Regions from separate parts of the Sus scrofa genome. Here region 2 is linked to region 1. Evidence: chromatin contacts called from public HiChIP or PLAC-seq data. All regions are on one chromosome and are shown on one strand. The core of a region is the stretch at or near the end of the contact, and the rest is flanking DNA. Distances in the headings are between cores, read along the strand shown.

Region 1 (3,838 bases), core at 318-2,817:
GAGATCTGGTTTTTAATGGTGTTAAGTCCTTAAAGTACTTAAGTAACTGGTCGGGTATGATCATTGCAGGGTTACAGTGGCAGTCATCCAGGTGCTTGGTTCTGACTGGCCTTATAGGTAGAGTCTCACTCTGGAGATCTGTGTACTCAGAATACCTTTAATGGGTCTTTGGGAACCTCTTAGTGGAGGGAAGGAGTTGACGGTTTCGTATTTGTGGGAACCCTTTGTCTCGGTATGAACATCACAAGACCGTGTTTTGAGGTGAGCTGTGTTATGATGGCTTTCTTGGCCCATTCAGTCTCCAAGGAGATGGGACAACCTTTGGTCAGTTGTTCTCTCTCCCAGTATCTGAACTGTCTTGGATTGCTTTAACTTTAGCTTGCACTTACCCTTCCAGGGAAAAGCACTCCTGGCTCCTCAACCTTGTAAGGTGATACTTGGCAATAGGTAAACTACCACTAGGTTTTAGGTGTGCCCTGGTTAATTCCATTACTTCAGATCTTGGCAGACAAAGCCATCCTTGCTCACTCTAAACAGACACTCTATGCTCTCTTTTAAATTTCACTCAGTACCCTCCTGGTCTTTTTATTTTCCAACTGGAGAGTCCAATCGGGAGGGAACATCAACATGAAGCATTTTCTGATCCTCTGCCAGTTCCTTCTTGAGGTCGAGAACTAGAACTTACCCTCTGGCTACTATTACTCCCACTGTTTCCCACTACTTTCGATGACCAAAGAGCTTTTCAGTTTTTGGCCCAGACCATATTTGGTGTCTTGAAGAGAGAACTGTTTCTGCAAATCTGGTCGGTAATGAATATAAGTACCAGGCATCAAGGTTTGGACTTCGATTGACTTGTTTGTCCACACATTCCAAATGCCTTCCGAAGGTTTCCAGCATTCGTTCCCCTTAATTTGTCATTTTACTACCAAAGGACTTGATTTCCCCCCCGGACCCCCCAATTCCTGCAGATTGCCCCTTCCCTTCCCCTGTCGACTCCTGAGTGTTAGCAAATCAGGCGAGGCTGACGGCATTAAGAGGGCCTAGAGGTCGTGGGCTGGGTCCCGCTCCCGGGGTCTCCCTGCGTGGAAGCGAGCCCCGGGCCTTCGGGGGTGGCCGGGGCAGAGGTCGCCAAGTTTGCCGGGTGGCTCCTGGCGGAGGCCGGCCCTCGGGACGGGCGGGCGGCTCCCCGCGTGGCCTGACGGAGGCGCAGGCCCGCTGCCGAGTGAGGGAATGCAAGGCGGGCCCGGCGCGCACGGGCAGCAGCGGCCGCTGGGGCGCGCGGGGCACGGCGGCGCCGCGGCGTAGAGCTGTCAGGCCGGTCCGCGGGCGCGCCTGGCCCCGCGCCCCGCCGGCCGCCGCCGCCTCCCCCTCGCCCACGGCCCGCGCACCGAGCGCTGACACCCGTGGCGGCCGGCACGTGCGCCCGCTCGCCTCCCGCCCGCCGACGGCCGGGGAGCATGCCCGCGGGGGCCCGGCCGCTCGCCTGGGGCCAGCTGGCGGCGGCGGCGCGCGGAGCGGCAGGGCGCAGCCGGCCGGGCCGGGGCCGCGGGGCCGGCGCCTCCCCAGCGGCGTGAGGCGGCGGCGGCCCAGCGCGGCCGAAGAGGACGGAGCCGCGCCGCGCGGAGCGGGTGAGTGTGGCGGCGGCCGGGCCGGAAGGCGGAGCGGCCGGCCCCCCTCCCCAGGCCCCCGGCGAACCCCGGGGATGTGGGGGCGCGGAGCAGGCACGCCGGCAGCCTGCCGGGTGGGAGGGAAAAGCGGGAGACCCGGCCCCGGCCGCCCCGCGCGGGGAGGAGGGTGTGGCGCGCGGGGACCCCGGACCCAGGAAATCGCCCCCAGCCCGGCCCCCGGGGGAGGCGCTGGCTCTCCGGATTCGGGGCCCTAGCGCTAATACCGAATTTCTGTCGGTTCCGGCCGGGGCGCGGAGGACTCCCCTCCCCCAGTGCCAAGTGTCACGGCGGTCAAGGGGCAGGTGTGTGTGTGTGTGGTGCTGGGCCTGCCCGGGCCGGCCCGCGCTCTGAGAGGAAGTGGTGGCCGAAGCCCTCTGTCCAGCCTTCTGGGCTTCCCGCCTCCGGCCAGACAGCCCTCCAGCCAGGTGGGTGTCCGGGGCCGGAGCATGGGCTGTGGCCCTCAGAGAAGGGGCCAGGACTTAGAAGAAGTGCTGCCGCTGTCCCCCTCGCTGGAAGAAAATCTGGCCTATCTCCATCCTGTGAGTCTCCCTTTCCTGTTGTAACCTGAGGTGCCAGCTCTGTTTTAGGGCAGCCAGCTTCCTCCTTACTCCCTCCACCCCATCCTTTCTTTTCAGGGGCAGGGCTGATGGGTGACTTGGGGAGGAGACCCTAGAGCTCCCCTCCCCCATAATGTGCACTCACTCCCCCGGGAAACCTCAGATGGAAGTTCTAAGTAAATAGAGTGTGTTTGCTAGGCAAATGTCATTTCAAGGCAAATCTTCTAGCTCTGTCCCTTTTCAACGCATTTGCTGCCTCTGCGTACATTCCTGATTCCTCATCCTACACTCCTCTCCCAACTTCTGAAATATGGACTGGGGTCTCAGGGCCCCCCTTCTCCTCTCCAGAAGCCGGATTCTTCAGAGAGGACCTCCTTTGGAGCATCTTTCTTAGTCTGCTGCTGGCTCTCAAGCAGCCCCCACCTGGGAGCCACTGGGGCTGAGAGGCTAGACACCCCCTCACCTCCTTTCTGAGGGGAATGTAGTAAATGCTCCCCTTCACCTGAATCTCCCCCACGGCCAAGCCCCCAGTGTGACTCATCTCTGCTCTGAACTCCCACTGCACCTTATCTGTGTCTCTTGTGTGACTCTTATCACCTCCTGCCTTATTTTAGTTACTTTTGTGCCTGGCTTATCTGTCCCGCTGGATTGTGAGCTCCTGGAGGATGGAGGACAGGTGCAGTTTGATTTGTCCCTGGTGGCCTTGGGTCAGCACCCTGTGCACTGTCAGCATCGGTGTCCAGATAGAGTAGAAGCCCCGTCCCTAGCTTGCCTCTGGGGCCCTAATTGATCTGACCCCTGATGGTCTCTGTTAAATTTTTCTTCTTTTGTGATGGGAGATTCCCAGTCTTTTCCTTTGCAGAGAGAAACCCAGTTAGGAAGCCATTGTTTTTCTGGTAGGGAGTGACTTGCCAAATGACCAGGACAGTACATGCTCTGCTGTGATGATGGCCAGGCCCAGACTGGACTCTCTAGGCTCTGGGTGTGGAATGGATATCTCTCTTTGGCCTTTGCACTCACGAGGCATGGGAGGCAGTAGGATGTAGAATTGGATTGTAGGAGTCAAGGTTCCAGGCCTGATCATCCCCATAAGGTCTGTACGAGCTTCCCTGAGTCCCTTGGTTTCTCTTGGTCTTGGGTGGTCCTTATGGAATCTGAAAGAAAATTCCTCTGTTTGGATGAGGTCCTTCAGGACCTGGAGCAGCATCCTCTGCCTTATCAATTGTTATTGAGACCCAGGATTGTTCGTGCCACCTTTGTGTCACCTTAATCCAATTTATATGTCACCTTAATCCACGTGATATGGCAGTTAAAGGTTACCCTGTCCCTCCCCCTGTGCCTGGGGGTTCGGAGTTGAATCTCATTTCTCTGTATCCCCCGTAGTGCCTGGCATGTGGGGGGTTCTCATAATTGGATAAGTGGTGAGAAGCCAAGAGCCCTTGTTCCAGGTTGACTGTACCTTCTCTCTCATGAGGACCCCACTTTGCCTTCCTTCCTGTCTAGGGGCCTGTTTTCAAAACAGGCAGAGGTTCTCCTAACCATCCCATCCGGTTAAGGCTTTCCAACTTGGTCTCCAAGAAAAGCCAGTCATGGAGGATGTGCAGTTAACTTGTA
Region 2 (4,004 bases), core at 1,040-3,539, 120 kb after region 1:
CACTTGTTGACTAGTGTCCCCTAAATTCACATCCACCCAGAACCTCAGACTGTGACCTTATTGGGAAAGAGGGTCTTTGCAGATGTAATTTATTAAGGATCTTAAGATCATCCTGGATTTAGAGTGGGTCCTAAATCGAATGACTGCAGTCCCTGTAAGGAGAGGTGAGGACAGAGAGAGACCCAGGGAAAAAGACATGTGAGAGTGGAGGCAGAGACAGAGGGAGGCATCCACTTGAGGAACGCCTGGGCTGGCAAAAGCTGGAGAAGGCGAGGGAGGATCTCCCCTGAGCCTCTGGAGGGAGCTGCTAGGGGAGATGGGGGGCAGACTGGCTTTCCTGGGAGGGAAGAATAAAGGCAACTCGGGCCAAAGCCACCTGAATGGCAGGGGGATTTTGTGCAGCCCCAGCGAGGCCAGGTGGGAGGGACCCTTCCAGCCCCTGTTCCCTGGCTGGCTTTCCCTGTGCCTTCCCTGTCCTGGGATCTCTGGCAGGCCTGGTGCCCACCTCAGCCCTCAGAGGCTTCAAGTGCCCTGGTCCTCTAACATGCACATCTTCTTCTCACCCAGCCACTCAGCTCTCCTGATGCTTCGTTTCTTGAGGCTGCCATAAGAAAGCAACTCACACTGGGTGGCTTAAAGCTGCAGAAATGTATTCTGTCAAAGTTCTAGAGGGCAGAAGTCCAAGATCAAGGTGTTAGCGGGCAGTGCTCCCTCTGAAAGCCTTGGGGTGGGGTGGGGCTGGGGGGGGGATCCTTCTTTCCTGTCCCACCTTCTGGTGGTGATCAGCAATCCTTGACATCCCTTGATTTAAAGCTGTTTCACTCCAGTCTCTGCCTCTGTCATCACCTGGTCACCTGCCCTCGGTGTGTGTGTGATCCATTTTCTCCTTGTATAAGAACAACAGTCATTGGATCGATATCCCACCATTAATCATGTAACGCTTTTAAGTTAAGATGACCCCCTCTCGGAGTTCTTGTTGTGACGCATCAGAAACAAATCCGACCAGTGTCCATGAGGATGCGGGTTCAATCCCTGGCCTTGCTCAGTGGGTTAAGGATCCAGCGTTGTCGTGAGCTGCAGTGTAGGTTGCAGATGAGGCTCAGATCCCACATTGCTGTGGCTGTAGTATAGGCCAGAAGCTGTAGCGCTGGTTCAACCCCTAGCCTGGGAACTTCCATGTGCTCTGGGTGCAGCCCTAAAAAGCAAAAAAAAAAAGGATGACCTCCTCTTGGGGTTCCCACTGTGGTGCAACAGGATCAGCAGTGTCTCTGCAGCACCAGGACACAGGTTCAGTCCCCAGCCTGGCACAGGCACTTAAAGGATCCTGCGTTGCCCCAGCTGTAGCATAGGTCGCAGCCATGGCTCGGATCTGATTCCTGGCCCAGGAACTCCATATGCCTTGAGGCAACCAACAAATAAAAGAAAAAAAATTTTAAATTATCTCCTCTTAACTCATTACCTCTGCACAGATCCTCTAGCCAAGTAAGGTCACAATTTGAGATTCCAGGTGGGGACATCGATTGTGGGGGGCCCTTAAACCCAGTCCATTAGGGCTTGGGCAGATAGGTAGCTCCATCCCCACTTTGCAAACTGACACTAGAGCTTTGCAAACTGACACCAGACAGAAGAAGCAATTTGTCCCGGGTGAGAGAAGGTCATGGAGCTGGCACTAGGGTCTGTTTACTTGCCTAATAACTGTTTGTCAGCACCTACTTTGTGCCAAGGTGTTTCTCTTGAGGTGCTCAATACCTCAGATGAGCAGGCCCTGGATTCTAACAAGTTGAGCTGGTCCCCGCTCTGCCATTTGACAACTGTAACCTCGGACAGGTCACGTGACCTCTCTGAGCCTCCACCTTCCTTTCTGTACGTTGGCAGTAATAGGAGCCCCAAACCTTTCTCAAGGGGTTGTTGTGGTCACTAAAAGAGAAACACCATTCCAAGCACTTAGCACAGCCACTAATAAACGAAGCTACTGTAAGAAGCAGGAGCTTGGAAAGCGTCCAGGAAACAGTCGCTGTTTTCCTTACGGAATCTGGGCCACGTTCCAGGACTCCTTTAAAGAGCGAGGAATGGCATGTCCCTGCTCTGACCTCATCTATGACCTCAACCAGGGTCTTTTTTTTTTTTTTTTTTTTTTTTTTTCCTGAAGGGGACTCAGTGGCTTTGGCCATGGAGATAGAGCATGTCTCTGTGCCCTAGGGTCGCGCCCCGAAGGTGAGGCAGTGCTGTTGGGAGTCTGTGTGTGTGTGAGAGTGTGCGCACACGTGCTGTTCAGGAAGCTGACCGAGGATGGCCTTGGCAATGCCGTCATGTCACCATGGAAACAGATGCTGGGCTTAAAAGTCACCAGCACCTTGACTGTGAGGTTTTGTGCAGAAGCAGAAACCTGAACTTTTGGACCCTGGGAAGGGCATTTGTGGCAAGGGACCCTCAGAGGTGACCCAGGCATCCTGTCTCTCAGGCGGTGCCTCGGAAGGCCCTGCCCACTCCTCATGTTTGAGCTCTCTGAAAGCTTAGTGAGTACAAGAGGTGGCATTGGTTTTTGTTTGTTTTATTTTATACCAGAGTTATTGAGATGTAAGTCCCACACCACACAGTTCACACATTTAAAGTGTACCGTTTAGTGGCTTTTAGCATATTCGCAGAGTTGTGAAACCATCACAATTTTACAGTGTTTTCATCACCCCATAGAGAAGCCACTCTGTATTTTCCCCCCAGCCCCCAGGCAACGAATCAACTACTTTCTGATTATGGATTTGCCTGTTCTGGACATTTCATATAAATGGGATCGTACAGTGTATGGCCTTTTCTGTCTGGTTTCTTTCACTCAGCATGTTTTCAAGTTTCATCCATGTTGTAGCATGTGTCAGTACTTCCTTCCTTCTTTTCTTACAGACAAATCAGATTTCATTGCATGGATATAATTTGTTTATCCATTTATCAATTCATGGACATTTGGGTTGCTTCCACCTTTCAGCTGTTGTGACTAATGTGGCTATGAATCTTGGTTACAAATACTGGTTACAAGTTTCTTTGTTGACATATGTGTTCACTTTCTTGGATGTATATGCCCAGGAGTGGAATTATTGGGTCATATGGTAACTAACTCTATGTTCAACTTTTTGAAGAACAGTCAAACCGTTTTCCCTAGCAGCTGCACCATTTTTGCACCATTTTACATTCCCACCAGTAAAGTATAAGCATGACCATTTCTCCACATCCTCACCACCACTTATTGTCCGGCTTTTTAGCCATCCCAGTGGGTGTGAAGTGGTATGTCATTGTAGTTTTGATTTGCATTTCCCCAAGGTCTAGTTGTATTGAGCATCTTTTTACGTGATTATTGGTCCTTTTGTCTGTTCAAGTCCTTTGTCCTTTTTTTTTTTTTTTTTTTTTTTTTTTTGTCTTTTTGCCATTTCTTGGCCTGCTCTCGCAGCATATGGAGGTTCCCAGGCTAGGGGTCTAATCAGAGCTGTAGCCACCAGCCTATGCCAGGGCCACAACAACGCGGGATCCGAGCCGCATCTGCGACCTACACCACAGCTCATGGCAACGCTGGATCCTTAACCCACTGAGCAAGGCCGGGGATCGAACCCGCAACCTCATGGTTCCTAGTCGGATTCGTTAACCACTGCACCATGATGGGAACTCCTGTCCATTTTTTTAAATTAAATTTTATTGAGGTATAATTTCCTTTGCCTTTTTTTTTTTTCTTTTTTCTTTTTAGGGCTGCACCTTCAGCATATGGAAGTTCCCAGGCTAGGGGTCGAATTGGAGCTGCAGCTGCCAGCCTTTGCCACAGCCACAGCAACTTGGGATCCAAGCCGTGTCTGCGATCTACACCACAGCTCACAGTGACACCAGATTCTTAATCCAGTGAGTGAGACCAGGAATCAAACCCGAGTCCTCATGGATACTGGTCAGGTTTGAAATCCTTTTTAAAATTTTTAATGAAGTCCAATTTACCTATTTTTTCTTTGACTGCTTGTGCTTTCAGTGTCATA

Evidence for each region. HiChIP or PLAC-seq counts read pairs in DNA pulled down with a chosen protein or histone mark.
Region 2: an H3K27ac HiChIP or PLAC-seq map of skeletal muscle shows a contact between it and region 1. The contact joins the enhancer-like site here to the promoter of PITPNM2 in region 1. A contact is called at or near these places in 2 of 5 promoter capture datasets (fetal liver and liver), 5 of 47 Hi-C or Micro-C datasets (alveolar macrophages, embryonic fibroblasts, heart right ventricle and 2 more) and 1 of 2 datasets of contacts at active chromatin or transcription factors (skeletal muscle).

What each region holds. Positions count from the first base shown.
Region 1 is chr14:29,728,533-29,732,370 of Sscrofa11.1, forward strand. PITPNM2 (membrane-associated phosphatidylinositol transfer protein 2) reads left to right here and starts at 1,568. Exons shown (of 27, transcript XM_005670599.3): 1 at 1,568-1,628.
Region 2 is chr14:29,850,817-29,854,820 of Sscrofa11.1, forward strand. The region is part of intron 3 of PITPNM2 (membrane-associated phosphatidylinositol transfer protein 2); the gene reads left to right. Among named protein-coding and RNA genes, the nearest start is that of ARL6IP4, 36 kb to the right of the region's middle. Within about 2 kb of position 2,290, at least 26 of the 83 cell types and tissues checked have an H3K27ac peak or open chromatin away from gene starts, as enhancers often do. A contact at or near this core is called in embryonic fibroblasts, fetal liver, retroperitoneal adipose tissue and 1 more, where this site is marked.